Regions from separate parts of the Mus musculus genome. Here regions 1, 2 and 3 are each linked to region 4. The links are chromatin contacts, called in public promoter capture Hi-C maps. All regions are on one chromosome and are shown on one strand. Each heading gives the region's core, a stretch centred on a gene start, on an enhancer-like site or on the middle of the called end of the contact. The rest is flanking DNA. Distances are from core to core; before and after follow the strand shown.

Evidence for each region. Promoter capture Hi-C pulls out the DNA fragments that hold promoters and counts their contacts.
Region 1: a contact with region 4 is called in a promoter capture Hi-C map of liver, with 2.8 times the contacts expected there. The contact joins the promoter of Zfc3h1 here to the promoter of Slc35e3 in region 4. A contact is called at or near these places in 2 of 39 promoter capture datasets (both in liver).
Region 2: a contact with region 4 is called in a promoter capture Hi-C map of liver, with 4 times the contacts expected there. The contact joins the promoter of Rab21 here to the promoter of Slc35e3 in region 4. A contact is called at or near these places in 2 of 39 promoter capture datasets (both in liver).
Region 3: a contact with region 4 is called in a promoter capture Hi-C map of embryonic stem cells, with 2.8 times the contacts expected there. The contact joins the promoter of Helb here to the promoter of Slc35e3 in region 4. A contact is called at or near these places in 4 of 39 promoter capture datasets (embryonic stem cells, hippocampal neurons, liver and 1 more).

What each region holds. Positions count from the first base shown.
Region 1 is chr10:115,383,376-115,387,719 of GRCm38.p6, reverse strand. It overlaps Zfc3h1 (zinc finger, C3H1-type containing), which reads right to left and starts at 2,761. Exons shown (of 35, transcript NM_001033261.2): 1 at 1,913-2,761. The coding sequence starts at 2,522. Thap2 (THAP domain containing, apoptosis associated protein 2) reads left to right here and starts at 3,285. Exons shown (of 3, transcript NM_025780.4): 1 at 3,285-3,515. The coding sequence starts at 3,445.
Region 2 is chr10:115,313,383-115,317,877 of GRCm38.p6, reverse strand. It overlaps Rab21 (RAB21, member RAS oncogene family), which reads left to right and starts at 2,287. Exons shown (of 7, transcript NM_024454.1): 1 at 2,287-2,684. The coding sequence starts at 2,532.
Region 3 is chr10:120,110,702-120,114,931 of GRCm38.p6, reverse strand. Helb (helicase (DNA) B) reads left to right here and starts at 1,967. Exons shown (of 13, transcript NM_080446.2): 1 at 1,967-2,247; 2 at 3,704-4,099. The coding sequence starts at 2,070.
Region 4 is chr10:117,743,739-117,747,970 of GRCm38.p6, reverse strand. It overlaps Slc35e3 (solute carrier family 35, member E3), which reads left to right and starts at 1,613. Exons shown (of 5, transcript NM_029875.2): 1 at 1,613-2,186; 2 at 2,976-3,086. The coding sequence starts at 1,785.

The DNA.
Region 1 (4,344 bases), core at 1,512-4,011, 2.4 Mb after region 4:
ACAGAGTGAGTTCCAGGACAGCCAGGGCTACACAGAGAAACCCTGTCTCAGGAAGAAAAAAAAAAAAAAAAAGTGGATAAAAATTTGTATCCAAGTTTTATTTGCTCACATTATACAGAGCCGATCACTACACCTAGGGTGGTTTACTGGTATTTCCTGAGAACAATAATACAGAAAATCAAACCAAGCATCTTGTTCTTAAACAATCAGCAAGCCAGCTGATGTGTGAGAAGCTGTCAGGGCAATCAAAATCACATTTGCACACTGTATATTTACGTACACTCCTTTTGCAGTAAGTACATAAAAGTTCGTATATGGCATAATCCCCAAATAGAAGTACATGAACAGAAGAAAGGTGAAAGCAGGAGGTAACAGGAATTATAACCACAACTTTCTAAAGCAGAGGAGATTGAGACAACCTTTGAATTGCCACAGTTGAATTGCCAAAGGGTCCTCGGGATGATGGTTTGGTTTTTTGTTTTGTTTTGTTTTGTTTTGTTGTTTTGTTTTTTTTTTTTTTACAAAACTCTATTTTCATTGTTTGTCCAGTACAAATTACAAATTTTCATCTAGCTAACTTTACATGCTTATATGTATTTAAACATCCTTTGATTTTTAATTCAGAAAGCAAATCCATGAATGGCTCATGTTTGCATAGAATCATGGGTAAAGGTTTTCTAATCTTCATTAAGAACATTCATCATCTTTTAAAAGGTTACCTACCTGTGATTTTTCTCCAAAACGATCTTGAGATGCTTCTAAAACAATGACAGGTAATAAAAGTAAAAGCTTTTTCGGGACACAGGAACCAAAATCTGTTCTTTATGCATTCCTTGCTCAATATCACGCAGCTGGCAGAAGCACAGCTGGCCTAAAGTTCTCCATAAAAAGTATTTTGAGTATCTTCCAATCAAGTGTCAGACGTACATTTTATAGAAAATATATTAAACAGTCATCACATCATGGGAATTATAGCCAGTAATGAGAGTGCTTAGTAAATTATTTTAAAAAGTAGAAGTCAGGACATATAAACTCATAAAAACAGGAAAGCTTTTGACAATTTCTTAGCATAAATCCCGAGTAAACTTAGTAATGTTAAAGATAACTGAGAATAAGGTGAGAGGGTGCAGAAATTAGGACATTTCTTCTCCACTAGCCCATACCCTCCCTATCCATCTCTCCTTTTCTAACACACTAAGCTTAAAGTGCTGGGAAGTTTATCTTTCTCTGACCTACATGTCAGCAACACAAAAAGTTATAAAGCCAAAAAGCCAACATAGGAGAGTGAACTTAATGCATATAGCTTTCCAAACTACTTATGAATTTAAAAGAGCTGAATTGTAAAACTGGTAAAAATAAAGGATCTGCACACGCGCGTGCACACACACACACAAACACAGAAAACAAAGGGCAGCAACGGGGATGAATAACTACAAATTTAAGAAAAAAAAAATCACAAGAACAGTAAGAATTACAGAGGAAAACTTTACGAACTCTAAAGTCAGGACGTAATAAAAGTAACAGTATTCCTCCAGATGTTTGAGTACTTCTTTTCCTTAATAATCTAAGTCGATTTCCTGTTAAATACGAAATCCCAGGGCTTGCAAAAAAGAAACAAACAAACAAATAGACAAACAAAACTTGGGCTGTTGGTGTCCTGTTTAAAAACCCAGACTGTATTTCATTTCCCTAGCTGACCCGAATCCATGACACAGTCCTATCCAAAAGCAAAAGGCACCCATTCAGTCAAACAGCCTACGAAAATAGCGGTGGAGTGCGGCCCGTGACAACCGCCGACGAACGGGGGAGAGAAATGAGTGGTTCTGAAAAGTTAAAAAACTCCGGGACCTAGCCATGACGCCAAAGGGAGCTCCGGCGACACACCCAGGGCGGACCGCCACGTTAAGGATACAGCTCTTGCGGGGTGGAGAGGGTTCTCGCCAGCTCTGGCTGCTGCCGAATCCGGATCCCGCTCCTCCTGATCCTCCTCCTCCAGGAGGTCTGCACCCCGGCTTGCCTCCTCGCTCCCCCACTCCTCGCCCCCGACTCCAGCGACTCCCACCCCGGTAAGGCCTGCTGCCTCGAAAGCGGAAACGGTCCAGGGCGATGTGGCTCCGCTCCCAGAAGGACGGCCGGGGGCTGCTTTCCGACAGGGACCCCGACGGCATCCGCCCTGGGGGCGGGTGAGTCCGGAACGGTTCTTTGGGTCGGTAGCTGCTGGGTCCCCTGAGCTGGCCCCGCTCGGCCGGGTGCCGTGAGCGTGAGAAATTCCTCAGCTGCTGCTGGGAGGACGACGAGGAGGACGAGGAGCCGCCGCCGCCTCCCCCGGATCCACCGCCCCGGGCCGGGGGAGGAGGCCGCCGCCGCGGGTACGGTAACAGCCCGCCGCCGCTGCTGCTGCTGCTGCTGCTCCGGCTCCGGCTGTTGTCGTCGTCGCTGATCTCCCCGTCTTCGAGCTCCCCTTCTTCCTTCGGCGAGAGGCCGCTAGAGGCCGGGGTCGAAGGATCGGCGGCGGCCGCCATCCGGAGTGCAGCGCTGGCCACACGACCTGAAGCCCTCCGGCCGGGGACCGCCCGACCGCCGCCTGCCTTCCCCTTCCTCCTCCGCCCTCTGTCCTAACGGACCCGGCGGGCGCGGCCTTTCCCGTGCTCGGACGCCCGGCAGGTTCTGCTCCCCAACTTCCCCGCACCCCAGATCGCTCTCTCTCGCTCGTCGGACCGTCGCTCGCCAGTTCCCTCTCCTAGCGCCCCCTTGCTGCTCTTCCGCCTCGCGAGAAAGCCTCTGTAGAAGGAGGCCGGGTCCCGAGCGTCATTTCCTGCGGCACGCCGGAAGGCGACCCTCCGAGTCTTGCGAGACAGGAAGCGCCCACCCCCATGTCCGCCGCGGTGCTGGCTGGGATTTGTAGTCTCCTCTTGCTCCAGGCTTCGCCCTTGTGTCCCTGCAGTCTTAACTGTCCCCTAGCATCCCGTCCGAGGTGGCAGGCGGGGAAGGAAGGGGTTAGTGTCTGGGTTGCGGACATGCTCTTTCAGCCGCAGACCTGAGTTTCAGAGTCATTAGTCGGTGGGGAAGACATCTGCCATCTTCTCATTCATTGCTAGGGGGCCCCCGTCTGAGACGCTGGACCTAGTCTCTTTGGGACCCCGGGAGGTAGGGGAGGGCGGGGAGCGGGTGTGGCCGCCATGTTGGTGAAGGCGACTGTCTGCGCCCGGAGCTCCGGCACGTTGGCTCTGCAGGCCTAAGCCCGCCATATTAATAAAGAGACAGGAGAGTGGGCCCTCCCTCCCACCCCGGTACTGTGCACGCCCCTCTGCCCTCCCCGCGCTCTGCACCGAGCTGGCGGCGCGGGGTCGCCTGCCTCGTTTGTCTAGCGTTTGACAGAAGCTTGCTTAGCGGGCAGCGCCTCCGAAGTGGCGTAAGGTGGCGCCGAATGAGGGGCCCGGGGAAATGCCGACCAATTGCGCCGCGGCGGGCTGTGCTGCTACCTACAACAAGCACATTAACATCAGCTTCCACAGGTAAACCTGGGAGGGGAGCGGGGTGACGGAAACGGGAGCCTAGGCAGTCTTGAGTCTCGGTCGTGTCAGAAGAACAAGGTCCTCTGACTTTGGTCACTTGCCCAGCTGCGAAGAGCAAGGGGAGCCTCGCTCTTGTCCTTTGTGTGTGGGTCCGCACATCTGGAAACATTTGCTCCTTTTCCGAGGAAAGTTTACCAAATTTGAAAAAAAAAAAAGAAAGAAAGGAAGAAAAGAAAAAGAAACCCGAGTTACTATGCCTTGCATTAAAAAGTGATGAGTATACCTTTATTTTCTACTCTTTTATTTTTTATATCTTAGACCATGCCTTAAGAAGAATGACGCCATAAGGGTTCAAACCAACAAATCACTTTAGAAGCCTGCTGAGTTCGAGTTAAGATTAGGCAATTTTCACTACTGGAATTGACGTGGGAAACATTTCTAATAGTCACACATGGTAACTGAGTCAATCTAATTAAGCAATGTTTATCAAAGAGCAAATAGAAACTCTCTCTTGAACAGAATCACGCACTCACACACAGGTTGAACGTACAGTCATGTCTTTAATTCTGTTAAGTCAAACTCCAAAGCATGTGAACACCGACTTGAATATAATAGGCGGCACTCAGTAAATGGTCACCTTTCCTTCTAGAACTGCCAACTGCCTGAAGAAAAGAAATACTGAAAACTAAACTGAAAACAGTTCTGATTTTATATGCTGTACCATTATACCTTGTGATCTTAGAAATATCTTTGCTCTTTTTCCTACCTCACTGTTACTACGTGCATCCCCTAACTAAAAGCTGCCACTTTCAAAATCCCTCTGATGTTT
Region 2 (4,495 bases), core at 1,038-3,537, 2.4 Mb after region 4:
AGAAATGCAAATTTCAATCCATTATGAGGAATATTTTTTTAAAAGATGTATTTATTTTATGTATATGAGTACACTGTAGTTGTGAGCCTTCATATGGTTGTTGGAAATTGAATTTAGGATCTCTGCTCACTCTGGTTGGCCCTGCTTGTTTATTATTATAAATAAGACACTGTAGCTGTCTTCAGACACACCAGAAGAGGGCATCAGATCTCATTATGGGTGGTTGTGAGCCACCATGTGGTTGCTGAGATTTGAACTCAGCAGTCGGGGCTCTTACCCACTGAGCCATCTCGCCAGCCCCTATGAGGAAAGATGTAGAATAAGTCTCTTTCCAAAAGAAGGTGCTTTCTAGTTCTAGAAATGATTGTGTAAAGTCCTCGTGGTAGGTATAGAGAGGAGTGTCTTCATTCGGGTTTTAATTGCAGCACTGAAACACCATGAACAGAAAGCAAGTTGGGGAGAAAGGATTTATTTGACTTACATTCTCACATCACTGTTCATCATTGAAGGAAGTCAGGACAGGAACTTAAACAGGGCAGGAACCTGGGGGCAGGAGCTGATGCAGAGACCATGGACAGGTGCTGCTTACTTGCTCGCTCCCCATGGCTTGCTCAGCCTGCTTTCTTATAGAACCCAGGACCACCAGCCCAGGGATGGCCCCACCCACAATGGGCTGGGCCCACCCCCTTGACCACTAATTGAGAAGATGCCTTACAGCCGGATCTTATGGTGGCATTTTCTCATTTGAGGTTCGTTCCCTCCTTTCAGATAACTCTAGTTTGTATGTCAAATTGATGTAAGACTACGCAGCATAAGGAGTAGATAATATAATCTCATTTATAAAAATAATTGACAAGATAATCTTATAAATGATTGATTCTAGAGAGACATACGTAATTTTAGCCTTGTCCAATTTTCTAATTATAATTTTGTAAAAGGACCCGATAACATTCTGTACCAGGTTAAAGACTGTTTTTGAATTGATACCTTGCAAGTTACATCACAAATTCTTTTCCTATTTGCATTATTATTGTAAATATTATCATTATTATTATTACTGAAATGGTGTCTTGCTATGTAGCTCCAATTAGCTTAGAGCTCACAATTCAAAAGAGGCTGGCCTTGAACTTAAAGGTAATGTCTCTGATTTCTTGTCTGACTTCTTGTCACACGTCAATGTCGGATGCTCCTTTCTACTTCACGGCTCTCCTTTTTGCCGAAGATACTCCTAACAAAAGGCAGCTTTCTCCAGGAAGCTCTTCTAGGACGCTAACTCAGCTAGCTTCCCATGTATCTTTGTAAAACATTCTGAATTGCTTCTCCTTAAAAAGCATGCAGTGTGTAAATTGCGCATGCGTTGTTTCCTTGGTTAAAAATGTAAGCTCTCTGAGGACAGAGACATTGTATCTAATGCGACACAGAGAATGGCAAGCATTGGCTACATTCACGCCCTCGTTGAATGAACGAATGAGCTGCCTTTAAGTTGAAGTGTAAAATTAGTCTGATGAGATGAAAGTTTATTTTAAGTGACACCAAACTACAAAATTTCAGAAATACCAGGTTGCTTTCTTGGAAAGTGTATTTCATGAAATAAAATGGAAACACAGGAAGAAAAAATAAGCAATCGTCCAATAAACCAGACCCATCAAAGTGGACTCAGCATAGACAGAAATCCTGGGGAACCAGGAGTGATGACTGATGATGGGACCGCATTTATTCTTAGCCTGGGCTTTTAGGGCTGGAAACGGAGAGAAGTTAAGTCTTCTGCAATCCTTGCTCTTAAACCTACAACCGAATCGGAATTCCACCGAGTGTGGCAAGCAGCGATAAAGAAGGCGCACCATTGTTAGGAAATATCTCGGTGAGGAAGTGAGTAAGAGGGATGGAAGGATGTGGGAAGGTCTGGGTGGTCAGGGAAGCCTTTCCGGTTTAAGCTGAGACCTGGACGATGACTCGAGGACCTGGCCGTGTGGACGAACTGTAAAGTTCATGAGCCCGGATTTGTGCGCCCAGAGAAAGAGACTCAAGGGCACCTTGGCCGGACTTTGCGTGTGATGACCCCTGGTGTGATGGCTATCCGCTTTGGGACCATTCCTCGGGCCGGGCGATCATGTCCTGTATTCTATTCCATCAGAGTGGGGTCAGATCGCAAAGATCAGCTCCTTCCCACCGCAGGATTCCCGGGATGCTGAGCCGGTTCGTGCGGACGCGGAAACAGGCCCAGGCTCGCCCGCCGCCGACTCCGCCCACCGCGGTCACGTGACGAGGGGTGTGACGTAGGAGGAAGGAGACGCCATTAGAGGGAGGAGAGGCAGCTCTCCCCTAGCCTCGGGTCCCTGACGTGGTGGCCGGGGCCCTTCATTCTGGGACTTTCTCTCGGCCCTCGCAGGCCTCGCCCGCGGAAGGACGCGGCGAGCACCGGGCTCGGCGGGGCGTGAAAGAGCCGGGCCCGGGAGGAGCGGGCGCCCCGGCGGCGGCGGTGCGGGGTTCGGCGCGGCGCTGGGCTCGGGCGGCGGGGTAGCGGCGGCGGGATGGCTGCGGCCGGCGGCGGGGCGGCGGCGGCGGCGGGCCGAGCCTACTCCTTCAAGGTGGTGCTGCTCGGGGAAGGCTGCGTGGGGAAGACGTCGCTGGTGCTGCGCTACTGCGAGAACAAGTTCAACGACAAGCACATCACCACCCTGCAGGTGCAGACCCCGGGGAGCCGGGCTGGGGACCCGCGCCCGCTCCTCTGCCTCTGGCCTGTCAAACCCCCTTCCCTGCCTTCCCATTGCCTTTTGCAATCGCTTTGGGGACCCGCGGGCCTCAGCACACGGTAGATGTCAAGACCCACAGTGGGGAGGGAGAGGACCCGGAAAAGTCCCCAGTTGCCGGTGGAGGCTGCGCAGGTCGGGGAGTCCCCCGGTCTGCGTGCTGGTTTTCCCCTCTGATGGGCTTCGGCTGGGGACACCAGGTGTTTTCACTCTGTGGTCTCCGAGACCATCAGCCCTTCTTCTTTCTTCGCCAAGTAGGAACTCGGATACGGATTAGAATTTGCGAACGAGGTGGTTTGTAACTTCCAGAGCGTACTGATGACTAAGTGTTTATGCAAGTTCCATTTTGTCCTGCTTTCAAAGTAAATGGAGTGGTAAAACACCCGTCGTTGGAGGGTTTTTTTGTTTTTGTTTTAAACGACTGTTTGCTGCTTGTCGGTTACCCCGTTTCTTTGCAGCCTTCTTGTGTCCGGACGTGTGGCTTCCTTATTCTTTGGGGTTTGATCTTATCCGCGTTGAAACATCGTGTTGCGTAGTGGCCAGCAATCGGTCTTCAAACTAAAAAAAAAAAATCTAGGCACTGCTGCTACACGTTTTCTTTACTGTCAGGCCATAAAACGCTGGCTTTCTTCTACAGTTCCATTGGAAGTGTGGAAGTGTTACAATGTAATTGAAAGTGAAACCAGGCCATTGAAGGATCTGCGATCTCCCTGGTCTCCTTAAAAAAAAAAATCAGTTTGCATGTGTTCGAAGGAATTTATCTATTAACATGTCTTGATCAGACTGTCCAGAGGCTAAAAAAGCTAGTGATCTTGAGTTTGGGCGTCTGGATCCATATCCTACCCCCATTTATTTCCATAGCCCCGTGATCTTAGGTAAATTGCTTAACCGTGCATCCCTGGGTTTCTACTGCTACTGTACTCATAATGATTATATCTAGTGCACAGAGTTGTCAAGGTAAATAAGGAAACGCACTTAGCACCTGAAGTGGGGGATAAACACTTATTACCCCTCAGACTTGACAATAGATCTTAATTAACACAGATGCTACTGGAATGCATAAGCTAATGAGTGTGACATTTGATGTCGGGTGCAATTATTTAACAACTGAGTGTAGAGTGTGCAAGGATGCTCCAGTTCTGATCCCGTCCCTATTTTTACACCTGTTTTCAATCCCTTATAAAGCCTAACACCGAAAGAAATGTCAGGTGATAATGCCCACATAAACAGTATGGCGGAGCCCGCGCTTGCTCAGGCCTGGCTAGATTTGAGTCGGTATGGTTCACCGCCTCTGGAGATTAATAAACAACCCATTTCACACTTCTCTTTGTTCTACACTGGAAGAGGAAAGAAAAAGGTCTTGCAGTTGAAAGCTTAACTGGAAAATTAATTTAGCTCTTCAGCCTAAAAATGGCACTGTGGAGTCCAGCGGTGGCGGCACCTGTCTGTCCTGAACCCCAGGACTCGGGAGGCAGAGCAAGCAGATCTCTTGAGTTGGAGGCCAACTTGATCTGCAGAATAAGTTCCAGACCAGCTAGTGCTACCCAGTGAGACCCTGTCTCAAAAGAACACACAAAACAATTGTGCTCACATTATATATTTTCTAAGACGCCTCAGTGCTAAAGGTGATGAATGATTTCCAGGTCTGTGGCAAGAAGCCGGTCTGACCCACACTGGGAAGGTGGGCTATGGTGGATCTCAGGACAGGTAACATCACAGCTGAGATTTTTATGTGACTCAGTGTA
Region 3 (4,230 bases), core at 718-3,217, 2.4 Mb before region 4:
AAAAGGAGAAGGAGGTGGCTACTCCTAAAGTGAGGAGGAGATTTGTATTGTAGATATACGGGGAAGCTGGCAGAACAAGAGTACAGGCTGAACATGGCCTGCAGACTAAACGGGACCTTGAGAGGCCGGTGGTGGGGGGAGAAGAACGAGCAAGAGAGGAGCGGCCCACCAAGGTGGCCCAGGCCAAGTGGCCAATGGAGAGCACAGGGTAAACAAAAGGCGGAATTATACAGGGAAGGGAAGCAAAGCTCATGGGCTGGAGACGTTCAAGACAAGGGGAGGGGTGTGCTAGCCTTATCCTGTAACTGGCTGGGGCTAAGGGATGCAGGGAGAACCTGGCAGCCAGGTAGCATTGATATGTTAAATAGGCAACTAAGTAAGACAATTGTCTCCAGTTGGTTACTGGTAGTAATTCAAACTGTGTAGCAGAGCCTTGGAAACAAAGTTTTCCTCCCAGGAATATTTACCAATATACCTTAGGGGAAGATTAGTTCAGTTTTTCTCAAAACACATTATACCACAGTCCCTCTACATCTGTGGGGGGGGTGATTTCTGACCTCCTCAGATACTAGGGAAAATGCTATAGAGAGGGATAGAGAGATGGCTCTAACTGCTCTTCCAGAGATAGGTCCATTCCCAGCACCCACGTGACAACTAAGTATACAGCCTGGAAGTTTTGCTTTGGGTATGCAGAGTGCACAGACACATATGCTAGCAAAAAAAAAAAAAAAAAAAAAAAACCTCACGCACATGAAAAAAAAAGGAATCTAAAAGAAAGATGCCTGTGCGTATTCGTTATGGTTGATCCTATGCACGTGACATTTGGGTATGACAAATGCCTTTATTAGAAACCAGCAACACAGCTTTGGGGTTTAATAAAAACATAGTTTTTAGGATTAACGTTAGGATAATTACATAATAAACAATAACCTTAAAGTAAAATAGTATTTTATAGCGCCCCTTAAAGGGCACCGCGACTTTTAAACACTATCCATCTAGAGAACCGCGGCCGCAGTATTCAGCTTTTGTTCTTTTTTTTTTCTTTTCTTCTTTTTTTCTTTCGAGACAGGGTTTCTCTGTATAGCCCTGGCTGTCCTGGAACTCACTTTGTAGACCAGGCTGGCCTCGAACTCAGAAATCTGCCTGCCTCTGCCTCCCTAGTGCTGGGATTAAAGGCATGCGCCACCAAGCCCGGCTGTTCTTTTTTTTTCTATCTCAAGTCTGCATATTCTCTGGGCTACAAGTCCCCACCTTTTGCTTTACTGAAAACAGGAACTAGGGCGGTGGACCTAGAGTGTGTTCCAGGTCAGCCAGGGCTACACAGAGAAACCCTATCTCGAAAAAACAACAAAACAAAACAAAACAAAACAAAACAAAACAAAACAAAACAAAAAGAAGTCGAGGAGAGTAGTATATAAACGGGAAAGAAAGCCAGTGGTTTCCAAAGCGGGAAAAGCATAAAAATGGACAACCCAGGTCATGCATTAAAAATGAGAAAGTACATCACAACTTTAACTCCCAATGCAGAGGATATATACAAAGGGACCTAGTTATCTACTTGGATAAATGCCCTCCCTACATGATGTAAATTCAACTTCTCCGCGGCGCTTTTACGTGTAAGGAGGCACCTAGCCGTCGCCACCACGCTCTCCGGATTGGAGATTCACTCTTTTGGGTAGTGCCCCAAGGTCTTTAGAGGCCTCTGCTGTGTTCTTTTTAAGAGAGCGGGCAGAGGATGCCCTGCTTTCCCGGGGTTCTCTGCGCCCAAGAGTCGTGACCTTTCACCACGTCTCCTTCTCCGCAGGAAACGCCCAGCACCTCTAAAAAGAGCAGTTCTGAAACTGTCAGCAGCCAGCCCGCCGTGGTACCTCCCAGCCTGCTGGTCCCGCCTGTCACCAGTCTCCTCCTTTGGGGCGGAGCATCGCTCAGACCACGCCCCCATACCGCCCGCCTCCTGGATGTTCCCGGAAGCTGACCGGCTTACCCGGGTCGAGTTGATTGGTTGCAGTTTTGGACACCGCGCGCCAGGTTTTGTAGAGTTGTTTTGAGCCAAGTTCGCCGAAGAGATAATGGCTAGGCAGGATCGTCTGCGCGAGCTCCTGGGCCCTCTGCACCCGTACAAGAGCGACGACGAGGAGGAGGATTGTGCGCAGGAGGAGGAGGGGGAGCAGGAGGAGGAGTTTGTGGATGCCGAGGAACTCTGCAGCGGGGGCATCAAGGCGGGCAGCCTCCCTGGGCGCGCGCGAGGTGAGCCAGCGCCAGCCGGGCCGGGTTGGCAGGGGTCAAAGAAGTATTTTCGATTCTCACTGCCCGGCACCCAGCGTCCTTGACTGTTGACAGACAGACCTGTGGTGTGACTGGCTGCTTCACCGTACTTAGATGTGGTAGTAATAGTCGTAATGACTCAGAGCACATACTGTGTTAAGCTTGGTTTTTTCATATATCGTCTCGCTTAAAGTTAACAGTTGGGGGTAGTTTTACAGTCGAGGAAATAGATGCACCCTCATTCCCACCCAGAAACAGAATCCTTTAATTATTGTACCACGCTGGCTGAATAAGAGACGGAGTTGCTGTTAAGCAACTTTGAGAAAAAGAGCAAGCGCGCGGAAACACACGGCCACACACACACACACACACACACTCACATACACACAGATTTACACATATACATACACACATACATAAACACACTCATACACATTTACACACATACACTTACACATACATATACATGCCCACACATTCACACATACATGTTCATACACACACACACACACACACACATTGTATTTTCATGGTCTAGTACAGTAATAGCTGCTGACCAGGACCATGTGTGGCAACTGACCATTGGCAATTTAAACACAACTTTGGCTGTGTTTGAAATTAAATAGAAAGGATTACATGTTGATGGAAGTGTAACTGGCTATCCTGGCCAAGCATTTGCTACTGGGACAGGCCAGGGAGAGAAAATGGCGAAGTTGCTGTCTCAGTGGAAATACTACTTGTGAATTAAGCAGCCATTTTGGTTTTTTTTTTTTTTTGAGATTTATTTATTTTGTGTACATGAGTGCTCTATCTGCATCTATACCTGCATACCAGAAGAGGGCATCAGATCCCATTATAGATGATTGCGAACCACCATGTGGTTGCTGGGAATTGAATTCAGGACCTCTGGCAGAGCAGCCAGTGCTCTTGGCTGAGCCATCATGTCTATAGCACCTAGGCAGACATTCTTTAATCAGAGAAGTAACCCCAACTTAGTACTTAGTACCAGACAGCACTTGGAGAAGTGACATTCATGAGATGCAGACACGGCTTTGCTAAAGAAGTCCGCTGAGCTGAGCTCTGTGGTAACTGTAGGAACTGGCCAGGAGCAGCATGTACCTCTGAGTAACTTCATGCAGAGGGAGGCACCATGGAAAATTCTTTAAGACCTACATAAAGGCTGATACTGGCTAAGGCGGCGGTAATAGGGAGACTGGATTTAGAAGAATCAGATTCATGGCTTGAATTGTGCCTACTTCAGCAACACCCAGATGGAGCAGCATTCTGTTGTAGACAGAGTCAGTCAGAGTGAGGTGTTCCAGGTAGCGGGTAGATGTCTGTATGGGTGCTGCCTGTGTGTATGTGTGAGGGGATCAGAGTGAGGTAAATGTCGAGGGAAATCATAACAAATTTCCTGTTATCTCCCCTTCTCATTTAGTGTCTATCCCTGATGAGTATACTAAAGAGAAATGTACCGTGTACGGACGTTTCCCACTCAAAGGTCCGTGGTGGCGCGTGAAGGTCCAGGTCCTGAAACCCCAGCGATCCAGGAGCTATCAAGTTCAAGGCTTTCCGGCATACTTTCTACAGGTTGATATGTCGCCACCAGATCAAAAACAAATCTGTTCGCTTTTTCTTAAAGAATGCAACTTAGCCTCTGAGCGCATACAGGAATTTTTAAAATGGGTAGAAAAAGTGTCAAGCTTTGAAAATCTACACTTTGAAAATCTTTGGGAAACATTAAGGCTTTTCTACAGAGAAACCGAAAAGAAAGATAAAAAGCTGTCTACACCAAGGGAGCAGCAGGGTGAGGAGATGAGAGTGGAAAAATCATGTAAGTACTATTTCTATTGGTGAGTTTTGGTGTCAGCCAGACATTCAGGGACTGGAGTGCTTCAACTGTTAATTTTGCTGTACCTTCCACGGATAAATTGAGCATCTCTAATCAGAAACTCTGAAATGCTC
Region 4 (4,232 bases), core at 364-2,863:
TGTGGGTGGAGCCATCCCTGAGATGATGGGTGGGGGGTGAGGCGGAGCAAGCCCTAAGCTGCACCCCTCCCTGGCCTCCATCAGCTCCTGCCTCCAGGTTTCTGCCCTGTATGAATGAGTTCCAGTCCTAACTCCCTTTGGTGATAAACAGCTACGTGTAAGCCAAACAAACCCTTTCCTCCCCAACTAAGACAAGACATCTAAGTAAACGGGCAATTCTCTAAAAAAAATGCGGTACGAAAGAGGAACGTAGCTGATATGACGGCATCTGGTAAAGGTGCTTGCTTCCCAAACCCTACAGCATGAATTCAGTCCATCTGGTGGACGGAGAGAACTGACTCCGAGTTATCCTCTGACCGTCACACAGGCACCCATACACACACACACACACACACACACACACACACACACACACACACACACACACACGTAATTAACTGTGGAAAATTCATCAAAGAGTCTCTTGTGCCTCTGATGCAAAGACCTTCTTTTCAGTGCCAATTAGAAAAAAACGGTATCCTGGAGAAAACGGGCAGAGACATAAGCAAACAGATCATAAAAACCTATGAAATAGTGTCCAAAACTTAAAACTACACATTAGTTGCAAGGCATGTGACACTTCAATGGGTGGAAGCAGGGAGATCCGTTCTGTGTCATCCTTAGCTCTGTAGAGACTTCCAAGTCTGCTCTATTTAATCCCTGTAACATTGTAAAAGTGGGGGGTCCACGTTTTCAATCAGTGTGGACAGACTTTGAGTTGGTATTTGACGTTTGCAGATGAGAAATACCACTCTCATATTGTAACAGTGTGAATAAAAGTGAATATTGAGATCGAGTCTAGCCTGAATGAGTTCTCGGCCTCGAAAAACAAAACCAAAAATATATAATTTTTCACTTCCTCTCCAGCTCTGTAACTTTGAAACTGGACTGCATGCTTGCTACTATAATATGCCTCTTAGAAGTGCAATTAATATCTTGGGCATACAGGTAAATGTACTTGCTTCTTAGGTTTTACTAAAAAAAAAAAAAAACTTCGTGGGTAAAAAATTCTGTGGTTTAAAGTTTTTCGAGGCAAATACGCCAAAATATGTTTAAATCTACAGTAGACGACAGTTAGTTGTCCATCCACTCTTACCTGTTTAGACGGTTATTTTTGGTTTTTCGAGACAGGGTTTCTCTGTATAGCCCTGGCTGTCCTGGAACTCACTCTGTAGACCAGGCTGGCCTCGAACTCAGAAATCCGCCTGCCTCTGCCTCCTGAGTGCTGGAATTAAAGGCGTGCGCCACCACCGCCCGGCCTGTTTAGACTTTTAAAGATATTTTAAAATATGCTTTCAGTAAGTAATGCTCTGCCCCCCTTCAGAGGATTAAAACAGCTCAGCAACGTGGAGAGTAAAACTGGCGGGGAATCTGCGCCTCCCAGTAAGTCGGGGAATCGGCCACAGAAACTAATCTTCCCTGGGAGCCAAGGGCTTCCCTCCAGCCGAGTTAAGCAACCCAGCGGAGCGCCGAGCGCGCCTGCGCGGCGGAATCACGTGGCTGCGCGGGGGCGGGGCTGGGAGGAGCCGTGGCGGACCCGCTCGGAGGGCGGCGGCCTATTACCTCGCGGCGCAGCGACCGGGACCCGGCTGGCGCATGCCTGTCTCCGGCCGGACCGTGGAGCGGGCGGCTGCGGGCGCGCGGCGGCGGAGAGCCGGGACAGCGGGAGAGCGTCCGAGCGCCCCGCGGGGAGGCTGGACAGCCCGGGCTCGGCCGAGGACGCTGCTCCGCAGCCGGCGGGCATCATGGCATCGCTGGCGGACCGGGTCCGGGGCAACGGGCGCATCGCCGCCGGGCTCCTGTTCAACCTGCTGGTGTCCATCTGCATCGTGTTCCTCAACAAATGGATCTATGTACACCACGGCTTCCCCAACATGAGCCTGACCCTGGTGCACTTCGTGGTCACCTGGCTGGGCTTGTACATCTGCCAGAAACTGAACATCTTTGCCCCCAAAAGTCTGCCGCTCTCCAAGCTCCTCCTCCTGGCCCTCAGCTTCTGTGGCTTTGTGGTCTTCACCAACCTTTCTCTGCAGAACAACACCATAGGCACCTATCAGCTGGCCAAGGCCATGACCACGCCGGTGATCATAGCCATCCAAACCTTCTGGTACCAGAAGAGATTCTCCGTCAGAATACAGCTCACGCTGGTGAGTAGCTGCCGCTGCCGCTGCGCGAGCCTGTCCCTGCCCAGCTACCTGGCTGCCTTTCTCCCCGGGAAAACTGAATACACCTTGCTTATAGCCTGGCACGACGGAAGCCCATTCCCATAATCTTTACTCCACACACGAGCCAGGCCCTTATAAGAAGCTTGTTTGGGGAGGGGTGGAAAAGGCCATCTCGACACTCCGCTGCTATTTAGTAAATGGGTGTGTTCCTGATAGAAATCTTTAACTGCTGGGATTGATGAGGGAGAGAGCTGCCTTAATGGAACAGTTCAGTGTGTCAGGATATCTGCGAAAGCTCAACCTGGAAAGAAAAGAATATCCCCAGGAAATCGAACCAGAAGTGATAAACATGAAATGGTTTAGCATAAAATACCTCGGAATACACCTTCAGTGGCACACTGCTGGGGTGCCTTGTGTTTACATAAAAGGAGATTCGTTAAAATAACATTAGCACTTAGTGGTTTTTTCGTTTTTCCAGTCATAATGCTTTCCTCCTTCCTTGTTTATGCTTATGTGTTAAGTACTGGTTTGGGGGATTATTTTATTCCCTGTAAATGTGTGTCCTGTTTCCTTACAAAGCACAACGCACGGATTCATATTTTCTTCCAGATGTAGAGTTGTATGTGAATCTCTGTAGAGAAGGATTGGCAGTTTTCCCCAAAGAAAACTTACAGTGCTCCCCCACCCCAGCCCCACTGTTATGTTTCCTTAGTGTTGTAAGACATCATTCTTGAATTTAATCTCACAGCATTTGCCTCTTTGTCTTTGCAGATTCCTATTACTGTAGGTGTAATCCTAAATTCTTATTACGATGTGAAGTTTCATTCGCTTGGAATGGTGTTTGCCGCCCTTGGTGTGGTAGTCACGTCCCTTTATCAAGTGGTTGGTAACTTTTTTTTTTCTTTTTGTGCCTTTTTAGTAGACTTTGTAAATTTTGAAGCTGTAACCCAAGGTTTAGAGACTACAAGTATAGAGACAACAGACATGAGAAGAAAGCGTAACTGAGGAGGTGACGAGAGCAGAGGAGACAGCAGCTCAGGTGTGCGATGCCCACCAAGTGTCCAATTGTAAGCGCACGGTACCCCTGCTTAAGCGCAGCTGGGGACAAACTTCTTGGAAGTCTTCACAAAATGAGCAGTAAGGTTTTGCTTCCTAAGTTCATCGGTCGCATGTGTCATTTACTCTTTGATTATAAAGTCACTTGGGTGAAACACACACACTTCCAAACTTTTGAACATGAAAAAAATTCAGATGTGCATATTTTAAACTCAGAAGAAGTGTTGGTGTTACGACTTGCTCATGGGCCTCTGATAACTTGTCTGTGTCCGTAGAGAGTTTTCTAGGCTTTTAGCTTCCTGTGCAAGCAGGAGGCCTTGCCTGTAGCCAATAATCAGTTAATTTTTTTTCCATGGAGTCATTTCACTGCTGTAAGTTGCCAACAAGCTGGCTTTTGTGTCCTGTGTAGTGGGGAGAGGTCTAGCAGGGTATGGGGCAGTGAAACAGTCTCCTCTCTATGCTGGAAACCTTGGTCTGGAAATGCTGGGTGTGCCTGCGGGGAAATCAGAGCCAACCTGTAACCAGTGTTACCTCTGCCACACAAACATCGGCTGGCAGTAAAGAAAGACATTCTAGTTAAGAATGTTAGCTCAGAGCTGCACCCTAACACTTTACTGTTTGCTGCTGGGGTTGTCCCAGAAACATTGTTACTATATTTTGGGGGGAGGGGTGGAGGGCTGAGGATTGGGCCTACAGCCCGTTAGCCTTCTAAGCAAGCACTGTATACTGAGCTAAAACTCGCCTAGCCAGCTAACAACTTCAACAACACCCACAGCTTCTGAGCCTTCTTCTATGGCTGTTGTCGTCCTGATGTTGAATTCATGACCTCGCACACACTAGCCAAGTAGCCACCACTCAGCTGCAGCCCCAGCTCCCTCTACCGTTTATGTTTTACACTTTCTTATTTTGTTTGTATGCACATGTACATGTGTGTGCATGCACATTCGGGTCCCTGTGTGCACATAGAAGTCA